Regions from separate parts of the Sus scrofa genome. Here region 1 is linked to region 2. Evidence: chromatin contacts called from public HiChIP or PLAC-seq data. All regions are on one chromosome and are shown on one strand. Each heading gives the region's core, a stretch centred on a gene start, on an enhancer-like site or on the middle of the called end of the contact. The rest is flanking DNA. Distances are from core to core; before and after follow the strand shown.

Evidence for each region. HiChIP or PLAC-seq counts read pairs in DNA pulled down with a chosen protein or histone mark.
Region 1: a contact with region 2 is called in an H3K27ac HiChIP or PLAC-seq map of alveolar macrophages, with 5 times the contacts expected there. The contact joins two enhancer-like sites. A contact is called at or near these places in 1 of 5 promoter capture datasets (liver), 8 of 47 Hi-C or Micro-C datasets (alveolar macrophages, fetal liver, heart right ventricle and 3 more) and 1 of 2 datasets of contacts at active chromatin or transcription factors (alveolar macrophages).

What each region holds. Positions count from the first base shown.
Region 1 is chr3:107,996,080-108,001,185 of Sscrofa11.1, forward strand. It overlaps XDH (xanthine dehydrogenase), which reads left to right. Exons shown (of 36, transcript NM_001285974.1): 3 at 2,220-2,316; 4 at 3,908-4,016. Among named protein-coding and RNA genes, the nearest start is that of XDH, 11 kb to the left of the region's middle. Within about 2 kb of position 3,627, at least 1 of the 83 cell types and tissues checked has an H3K27ac peak or open chromatin away from gene starts, as enhancers often do. A contact at or near this core is called in alveolar macrophages, where this site is marked.
Region 2 is chr3:107,928,114-107,933,631 of Sscrofa11.1, forward strand. No RefSeq gene overlaps it. Among named protein-coding and RNA genes, the nearest start is that of XDH, 56 kb to the right of the region's middle. Within about 2 kb of position 2,483, at least 7 of the 83 cell types and tissues checked have an H3K27ac peak or open chromatin away from gene starts, as enhancers often do. A contact at or near this core is called in alveolar macrophages, where this site is marked.

The DNA of each region.
Region 1 (5,106 bases), core at 2,377-4,876, 69 kb after region 2:
TTAAGATCCTCCATCCCCTTTGTTCTTTCATCATAGGCAAGTGTTCTGAGACCCTGGAACAAACACAACAGCAAAGATAAACTAGGAGCTAACACTGAATGGGCACTGACCATGTACTGGTGGAGTTCAAGGTGATTTGTGAAGGTTATCTCACTGCTCCCTTCGACAGAGGAGGAAACAAGGCTGGGAATGTTAAGGGACCCAGCTCTCCCTTGTGTATTCTGGGCAAATGCTGGCAGACCTGGACTGAAGCCCAGAGCCATGGTCTAAACTTTCCCCACACACTGGAAACTCTCTAGGGACTGTTGTGGAACGATGCTCATCCTGACCTCTGTCAACAAACTGCTGTGGCTCCCAGAGGTGGGGATGTCTGGTGGCTCCTGCCAGTGCTGTAGTTTGGAATGACAGGGGATCATTTCAACACCCAGAGAAGTGCGCCAGGAACCCATGGACTTCCCATTGTTCTTTCACCCCCGCCAGATAGTGGTTGGCTCTGGTGTACTTTGTCCTGGATTTTTGACCTGGAGAGGGCAGTACAAGGACCTGGTGGATTTTTTTTTTTTTTTTTTTTTTTTTTTTGGTAAAAGCAGAACTATGAGGTGGGATCAGGAGACTGCGTGGAACTCTGTTTCCAGCCCATCTCCCTGGGCAGTCTGGGAAGAGAGGCTCCTTCTTAGAGATTTTTGATATCAGGTTTAGTTTTCTAATAAAAGTTTTAGAGGTCCAACAACCGCAGAAGTTCCTGACCATAGCAGTTGGCTGGTTTAAAGGTCAAATCTCAAATGAAATCCAGACTCAAAAGTTGGCATGTAAATCTGATGTCCACATGGCTTGTTGCTGCTTGTGCTGAGAGTTCATTTGTGGGAGTTCTGGGCAAGAGAGAAGACCCAAACCTTGATTTCTGCCCTGGCTTCCAGAAAGATCCCCAGGCTAGCAGAGACCTCTAGACTCTGCTGGACTGCTTCTGTTCGTCCTCATGTGCCCTTGGAGTGATCTGAACTGCTGATCTCATGCCCAGACTAGTGGAAAAAAAATAACTTACAATCTAGAATGCCTTCCTCAGCTGTGTGTTAAAAGAAGCAGCAGCATGGTGACGGAAGAGGCCCCAAAGCTGGAGTCAGATGACTGTGTTTGGGCCCCAACACTCAAGGTTACCTTGCAGGGCTCATGTTACATCTTGGGTCTCAGTTTCTTTCTTTCTTCCTTCCTTTCTTTATTCTTTTCTTCCTTCCTCCTTCTCTTCCTCCCTCTCTCTCTCCTTTCCTCCCTCCCTCCCTCCCCCCCTTCCTTTTCCTTCTTCTTTCTTTCTTTCTGTGGAGAAATACTAGTTCCTGCCCCACCTGCTAACCACATTATTGCGGAGATCAAATAGATCCATGGGTATAATGCTTTCCAAGTAGAAGAGGCTTTGGTGTTGTTAGTTACTCATTTGATGTTGGAAATGAGGGGAAGTGACCAGGAGATAATAGCCTCAGCTCCTTCCGTCTTCAGCAGGAGGCTGGATGGCTTAAAGGCCTTGGGCCTGAGGGAGAAACACCAGCAGAGCCTGGGAAGGAGGGCTCTGTGATTGCTGTCCTCCAGAAAATGCAAAGCATCGGAGTTTCTTTTCCCAGGTTTATGTAAGAGATGGCTCAAATATTGATTCTTGACATCAAAAATATCTTCTTTTTAATATCCATTTATGCATCCTATGGGCTGGATATCCAAAAGCCTCTAGTCTAGCCCTGATTTTGGTACCTGGATCTCATCAGCCCAAAAAGTTTTGGGGGGACAAGGCAGACTCAGCAAGTCCCAGAACAGATCAGCATCTTGTTCTGCAGTGAGTGGCTTCATTGCCTGTGAGGGCCACCCCGCAAGCCCAGTTCCCCTGCCCAGCATGACCACAGGGTTAGAGGGCCTGTCAGACTACACTTAGAAGAGCTGATTCCCAGATCTCCAGGACTAGAGAGCAGTGGAACCCCAGTGCTGGGGATGAGACTGGGGTGCTGGTGCCTTTCCTGTGCTGGATGGTGGAGCTGGTCCCCTGCCCTGCCTCCTTGGGGTGCAGGGGGGGCCTCTCAATGGAAGGCCGCGTGAGCCTTCTGCCTTCCCAGGTGAGGGCCTGAGTCTGTGTAAGGAGGGATGGCTCTACACTCCCAGCTCAGCCCGGGTACCTGCCAGCAGTCCAGCAAAGACTGTTTTTTTTCTGAGTTCATGTCCCTTAACCCTTGACCATCCAGTGGGGCTGCGAGGGACCAAGCTGGGCTGTGGAGAAGGGGGCTGCGGAGCATGCACGGTGATGTTTTCCAAGTATGATCGTCTCCAGGACAAGATCGTGTATCCTTTGCCTGCTGGCTGGTCACCCTTGTGGGAACTTTATGCAGAGCAAGTGCATGTGTTCGTGTGTGTGTGCCTCTGTGTGTATGCGCGTGTGCGCACACACATGTGGCTTTGATCGTGGTCAGGGACATTATGGCATGATATCTTAGTATCTTACTGGCTTATGAATATGGACAAGATTCTGAGCTGCTGATAAAATGGCCTTTCTAAAATTCAGACTCATTTCACATCCCATGAAATCCTTCAAGAGGCCTCCATTGCCCCCAAATTAAAGTCCAGTCTTTTAGCTCAACATGTGAGGCCCTTCACTTGGCCCCACTTTTCCTCTCCAGTTTTCTTTTTCTTTATGGGCCCAGCACTCCGTTCATGTAGAAACAGTTGTGAACAGCCAGGGCTTCAGGCCCACTCTTTTCTTGGTCTTTACATAAGCTGTTTCCCATCTTGAATGTCCTTTCATCCAGGGCTTCTCTACCTGGCTAGCTCTTCCTAGCTCTTTAGGACTGGAAAAAAGTCACCTCCTTCAGGAAGCCCTTCTTGCCTTCCTGGGATTGGGTTAGGCGACCCTTATCTGTGCTGGTCCCACAGTCCCTTGTGTACAGCCCTCCTGAAGCACTTCCTGTAAGATGTTTAAATTACATCTTCACACTGGCTTCTGTTTTCCTGAGTTAAAGGCACGCTATTAAAGGGCAGATACTCTATTGTATTCACCTTGATTTCCTCAGCCCTTGGCAAGGTGCCTGGCATATGGCTGCCATTTAGAAACCATTATCGGCGTTCCTGTTGTGACTCAGGGGTTAACGAATCCAACTAGGAACCCATGAGGTTGCAGGTTGAGTCCCTGGCCTCACTCAGTGGGTTAAGGATCTGGTGTTGCTGTGAGCTGTGGTGTAAGTCGCAGATGCAGCTCGGATTCTGCGTTGCTGTGGCTCTGGCATAGGCTGGTTGGCTACAGCTTCAACTGGCCTCCTAGCCTGGGAATCTCCATATGCCGCAAGAGCAGCCCTAGAAAAAAAAAGGCAAAAAGACAGAAAGGAAAAAAAAAAAAAAGAAACCGTTATTGGCTGTGTGTGTGAGTGAGTGATGAATAAAGGGGGGTGGATGTGGGGAAGCTCTAAGGGTAGATGTCCCAGGTTTCCTGGGGAGTTTCCTGTCCCCCTTCCCACAGAGGAGTGGGAGAAATGGAGGTGGGTAAAAGCAGGGAAGCAAAAGTGACAGGAGATTCTGAAATTGAAGAGGCTAAGGAGGGGCCCTGTGGAGAGAAGAGCATGAGTTGGAACTGGAGCCTTTCGGAAGTTCCTTCTTGACTCAACCTCCAGGGTCGGGTTAAGTAAGAGGAAGCTAGGGTGACCCTGGCTCCCATGCTTCAGCTCAGAGGCCTAGGGTGCCCTGATGTCTGACCCCATGGGTGCTGGAGGGGCTCCGGCTCAGAGTCTTGGGTGTAAAGGTGAGGAAACCTTTAGAAAGGACAAGACCATGATGTAGAATGAAGAGAAGGGATGCAAGACATCACAGATCCCCCAGACCCTCCCCTCAGGTCTGCTCTGATGACCTGAGGAATCAATGGAATGACCTTAATCGGGGGTTCCAGCCACTTTTCTGCCAATGCCTGCCTAGCCCCCATCTGCTCCTTGCACCATGTTGCTGTGACGACTGTGGAAGGCATAGGAAGTACCAAGACGAGGCTGCATCCGGTGCAGGTAACCAGGGGCTCTTACCAAGGCTGCAGACTGGCTCTGCCTTGTTGGGCTGAGTGTCACTGCTGGGCAGAGAAGGCACCCTGGACCGGCCACCTCCTGTTCTCCTTGTTGGTGGTGAGGTGTGCGGTGGGGGGGTGGCTGTGAGGCAGAAAGAGGAGGACTTGAGCTTGCAGCTCCCTCCTCCAGGAGGGCACCAAGAGAACCAAGGTGGTACCAAGAGAACCAAGAATCCACTTGGTTCTGGTGGCTGGGAAGGGCAGCTGTGCAGAACTGGATGGAGGAGGGCAGGGGCCTGTCCTCACCTTGTGCCCAAGTGTGCTTAGGAACCCCCTGCCTTCTCAGATTGAAGATTCCAAATGCTCTCTGCCCCTTGATAGAAGGCCCACCTAGTCCCACTCTCACCTCCTGCCCACAGACCATACAAAGTGGGCTCATTAAAATGGAGGTGAGCAAGGGCTGAGTCAGAGAACTGAGACACACAGGTGTGTCACCAAGGCTTTCTTCCCTATGGCATCAGACACTTAGGGATGGATTGACATCGGGATTGCTTCTGGGAGGAGCAGGCGGTCGTCTGCGGGGTTGTGGAGAGAGGAAAGATGCTCCTAGCCCGGGCAGCATGGAGCCCACCTGGGAGCAGAGCTCTGTGGGCGGGAAAGGTGCTGTTCCCAGTGCTTCTGATTTAGGGAGGTCTTTCGGACACTGCAGTCACAGGAGGTGGCCAGCCACACCCTCTTCTTAATCTTCCCTTGGCCTTTGGAGGAGACCTGTGGCTTAGATCCTGCTGTCCTCCCTCAGGCCCCTTACGTGAATCTTGGAGCCAGGCCACCAGTAGAGCAAGCTAATTATACTCTTTGCAGGGTGTGGCTTGGACCAGTCCTGTGGGCTCCGAGTGGGTGGGGTGATCCTACCTCACCCCTGTGGCTTTGCTTCCCAGGTAGGAAAAGGGCAGATCGCTAAAGTTGTCCAACCTGCAGCTGGTGTGAGAGGGTTCATAAGGCCTTGTCATTTTCTTTGAAACAAATAGATGAAAGCAAGAATGAACCATTTAAACACAGGGATCCTGCTCTACAGTCAGGCGAAAGCCCTCTCT
Region 2 (5,518 bases), core at 1,233-3,732:
AGGAGACAGAGCCAAAAAAATATTGCTTCGATTTATGTCAAAGAGTATTCTGTGTTTTCCTCTGGGAGTTTTATAGTGTCCAGACTTACTTTTAGGTCTTTAATCCATTTTGAGTTTATTTTTGTACATGATGTCCGAGAATGTTCTAATTCATTCTTTTACATGTAGTTGTCCAATTTCCCCAGCACCCCTTATTGAAGAGACTGTCTTTTTTCCACTATATATTCTTGCCTCCTTTGTCATAGTTGAATTGACCATAGATGCTTGGGTTTACTTCTGGGCTTTCTGCCCTGTTCCACTGATCTATATTTCTGTTTTTGTGCCCATAACATATATATATTTTTAATTTTAATTATTTATTTATTTATTTATTTTTACGTATTGTTTTGATGACTATAGCTTTGCAGTGCAGTCTGAAGCCAGGGAGCTTGAGTCCTCTAGCTCCATTCTTCTTTCTCAAGATTGTTTTGGCTGTTCAGGTCTTTTGCGTTTCCATACAAACTTAAAATTTTTTTTTGTTCTAGTTCTGTGAAAAATGCCATGGTAATTTGATAGGGATTGCATTGAATCTGTAAGATTGCCTTGGGTGGTATGATCATTTTAACAATATTAATTCTTCCAATCAAAGGACATGGTATATCTTTCCATTTATTTGTGTCACCTTCAATTTCTTTCATCAGTATCTTATAGTTTTTGGAGTACAGATCTTTTGCCTCCAGGTAGATTTATTCCTAGGTTTCGTATTCCTTTTAATGTGAGATGTCCTCTGGGCTCAGAAGTGCAATCCTGCCTCACCACCAAAGCCAGGTGTTTAAGGAATGTCTCCTAGGTAGGCTGTGTGTGTCCTTGTGCTATAGTGGTACCATAGCTGCCCATGGGGTATTGGTGGGTCAAACTGTTTCTCATTTGGCTGTGAGGCCTTATGGAGGATGTGCAGGAGTGGGCAGGGCTCTCGAAATGTCATACCCACCGATGCTAACAGGTTAGAGGATTCCAAAATGCTGCCCACCAGTGCTGGTATTATCAAGGCAGCCTGAGATCACATAAATGGCTCTGGCCAGGGACTGTCCCAGGGAGTGTCCTAACTGGTTCCTGACTTTTTGGCAGATGCTTCAAGATTAGTAAGTGGGTTCCCTTCATTTACTGTTCATGTGCTTTTCAGTCTGGTGTTTTTGCACTGGTTTTTGTTGAGTGAGCCTGTATGCAAGCCCTTTAACAGTATTTTTTTGTTGTTGTTCTCTGTACTTCTCTAGTTTTCCTGGGTATGTTCCTTCTTGATTATCAAAGCTTGGTGTTTTGAGGGCTTGTCTCTTCTGTGTGTGATATAGGGGTTGAGGTGCCTGATGTGAAGCTCAAATTCCTTGCTTCTCAGGGAAAAGGTTTTTTACTGTTGTGCTCCCTCCCTAGAGTGGATTGTTGTGGCTGGGATGTGGGTTTTTCCTTGGCAAGATCCTATCTCTGCCTCTCCTACCCATCTCAATGCTGTCTCTGTATCCTTTGTTGTGAGGCTCTGTTCATCCGGTTTTCAGGTCCCTTCCTGAGGGAATTATTTCATACGTCGTTGTAGATTTGTTGTATTCATGGAGTTTGAAGGAGTTCCCTTCAGGGACCTGCAAGTTCATGAACACTTTCCCGCAAACAGTCCTTAGCTCATCAGGTATAGACCTAATGCCTGTGGTAGACCAGGACCTAGTTTGCCTCCCACCAGCATAATTAGCAGAACTTTTCCTTCCTGGAAGTGTAGGTATCTGACCGAGGATATACCTGATGGAGTAGTGGGTAGGGTTCTCTATTCTATAAACTATCAGTTTCATAACCTCCTAAGAGAACTTAAAACCATGCGGGGCATCCTGCCCCTCAGGCTTATCTTTGTACCAGGTAACTTGCCTGCTTAGAATGCTGCAACGAGGAGGAGGGAATGTGTGTTTAAAGGACCCTTCCTGGCTTACTGAAGATTTTCCCCAGTAAACAAACATCTGAAGCTTAGGTGGAGAGCAAAGTGCTTTGGAACCAAAGTATCAAATAAAGGGACACCTGGTGTAATTCCTCTCAGCCTTCTTTCTATTAAGTTCGTTTTCAGGATCAGAAACAGAGCCCACAATTTGTGCAAAAAAATCATAATCAGTATGACAGCTAATTTATTCTGAGTCTTTCCTTTTATTCTATCCATTTTATTAATGGATAATAAATGTGACTCTGTTTTATTAATGGGTGCCTTACATCGCTGCAGCCCGGAATGAAGAATAGTTTAATGCTGGTTTTCTAATTGATCCTCTTCTAAAAGGGCCAGGTCACTGCCTGTTGAATCAGCCTAAGCTGATGTCTCCAGGGTTGGGCAAGAGAAAGAAAGTGCTTTGGGAAAGAAGACTGGATTGTCGTCAGATGCTTGTCATGCTGTTTTTGTCCTCATGGTGCCTCTATTGTTGTAGAAGTGAACACAAGTCTGGGGAATGCGAATTAATTCTTATGTCAGCTGTTTGTTCAACAGAGCTGATCTTTTGCCAGCTCCCAGGATTTCCTGATTTGCCACAGTGGCCACCAGGGCTCCCCAGAGAGCTACGGAGAAGAGACTCTCCCGGCAAACCCATTGTATTATTGCAGTTTTCCCCTCAAATATGTGACTACTGGGCTTCGGAGTCGGTTAATGCCGACCTTAAAAGCAAGTAAAGGGGCTTTTTGATCCCTTTTCCTGGACCACTCCCTATTTCTCAGCCTCCCAGGTGAGAAAGGTTAAGAGATGGCAAGTCAAGAAAAAGCCCATCAAAGACTAAAGGAGGGAGGGGTTTTCCTGTTAAGGTCTGGTGCAGAGGTCACCTAAGTCAGTTTACTTGTGCCTTCTTACTTGACTTACAAACTTCTCACCAGGTCAGGGGACAGAATAAGGGGTTTCCAAACAAGAGGAAACAACAAAATGAGCTTTCAAGCCAGCCAAAACCATTCAAAAGAATACTAAAACCTACAAGAGATGGGTAGAAATAGATGGTGGGTATCCAAGACTGCTGAACATGTGATTGACCATTTGCAACCTGCTGACACAGATTCCTATGGAACACAAGTATATATACAGAGTCACCTGTGGTCTTGAGTGTATTGGTAATTGATTATTTTTCAAGGGGGTATTATTTTATGGTATGGGTATACTGAATTGATTTAACTTATTGATGGACATGAGGGTCATTTCTATTTGTGGCTATTGTGAAAAAAGCTGCTATTGGGAAAAGACCATTTGTGGACATATGTCTGCATATGTCACTGGGGCAGAATTACAAGTATACAAAGAACTAAGCCACACACAAAAAATCACACATTTAGAGAACATGCTATAGGGATCAGAGGATGAGATGTCAAAACCAGGGGCCAGCATTCAGAGAAAATGAAGCCTTTGAACTGGTTAGGAGAGATCTTGCAGAACTAGGGCACAGGGCAGCACGAAGAGCATCCCAGGGGGAGGTGAACAGCGAATGAGAGCACGAAGGAGGGAAAGTTCAGGCTGGGAGAGGATTATCATAAAAGCTAAACTGATGGGCTTGGAATCACTTGCCCATTCCTTTTATTTAATGACTTCACTGTCGTCCAGAGAGGATCTCTCTCTATTGATCTGCCCCCAAACCATGTGCCTTCTACACTCTTCGACACCTCTCGCTCTGATCACATGAAACAATATGCCTAGAACAAGATAGAAACTGTTCAGGTTGTGAATTTATTCCTTTCTTACACTTTGATTTCCAGGGTCGCTACTTCTTGTGTGAAGAGCGGGGAAGTACATGGTGGTTCTTGTAACCTGGAAAGACTAGGTACTTAGAGACAGTCTATTTATATCAGTGGCTTAGAACCAGCAAGAGGTAGATTCAAACATGCTGGAGCCATCAGGATTTTTGGCTTCTTCCTCCTTCCCACTGCTTTGGTGACCTGTACTGTGTCCTCACTGTCTTCTTGCCACTGTGAAAGCATGCACCTCTTTCCTCTGCCTCTACAAGGACCTCGAAACATCAGTATCCCCACGTGAGCCTTATCATCAAACTCTGCTCTCTATGGGCTTTTCCCTTTCAAAATAAAAACATGGTCAAGCCTCTTCCATTAAAGAACAGAAACAATCAAACTATTTTCCGATGCCAAATCCTTGCTATTTTTGTCAGTCACCTGTCAATTCCTTGTAGTCAAGGTCTTGGAAGTGCTCATCTACATTTTCTTTTTTCCATTTTCTCTAGTACAAATCACTATTAATCCTAACGTGTCTTGGATTCCACCCCATCCCTTCACTGAAATGGCTCTCATGGTGTTAGTTATATGCTGCTGCAGAACAAATCATCCTACACGTAGCAGTTTATAACAATGAATGTTTTCTGAGGATCAGGAATATGGAAGCAGCTTGGCTGGGAGGTTCCGGCTCAGGGTTTCTCACACGCTTATGATAAAGTTGCCAGTTGAGCTGTGATGATCACAAGGTTCAGCTGAGGCTGGAGTGGACTTCCGTGTTCCCTCAAGTGCTTGGCTGAGTTCTCAGTTCTTGCTGGGCATTGTTCAAAGGCTTTTGTTCTCACCATGTGCTCCTTCTCTGTGGGGCTTCTCACAGTGTGGAAGCTTGTTTCTCCTGGCGCAAGAGACGAGAGAGAGAGAGAGAGAGAGAGAGAGAGAGAGAGAGAGAGAGAGAGAGAGAGAGAGAGAGAGGGAGAGAGAGAGAGAGAGAGAGAGAGAGAGAGAGAGAGAGACAAAGAGATTGCCGCAGTCCTCTGTAACTCAAACTGGGAAGTGACAAACCCTCATTTCCATCACATGTTGCTGGTCCCACAGAGCAACTCTGAGAGGGGGAGGTACCTCACAGCATGTGAATACCAGCAGGTAGGGTCACTGGGTCCCTCTTTCAGATTGTTTACCAGACCACTTAAGGGCCTGTTATTGGCCAAATAAAGCAGGCATTGAAGTATCCTTTCCAAGTATTATGGACTGCATATTTGCGTCTTTCCAAAATTCATATATTGAAGCTCTAATCCCCACTATGATGATATTAGGAGGTGGTTATGTCACAGTGATTATGCCATGGGAATGGAGCCCTCATGATGAAATCAGTGCCCTTATGAGGGGAGACACAAGAGAGCTTGCTCCCCCCACATATAATGACATAACCCAGAAAAGGGGTCTCGCCAGGAACTGAATTGGCTGGCATTTCAGTCTTGGACTTCCTAGTCTCCAGAACAGTGATAAATACATGTCTGTTGTTTAAGCCACCCAGATCATGGCATTTTTGTTACAGCAGCCCAAACTAAGAGAGCAAAGAAGGGATTTTACCTCCAAGTAGGATTTCGCTCACCCGCTTTTCCCTCCTTAACCCCCTCTTCTCTCTTGGTGTTTGTGATTGCCTCCTACTTGGTTTTCCTCCCACTTCTTGGGTGGTTAATTCTCAGCCTCCATTCCTCCTTTTCCTGCCTCCTAAGAATTGGTCTGCTCCCAGGAAAATGTCCTCAGATCCCTGACTTCTTCCAAACTTGGTGGCCCCAAGCTGAACTCATAATTGTCCTTT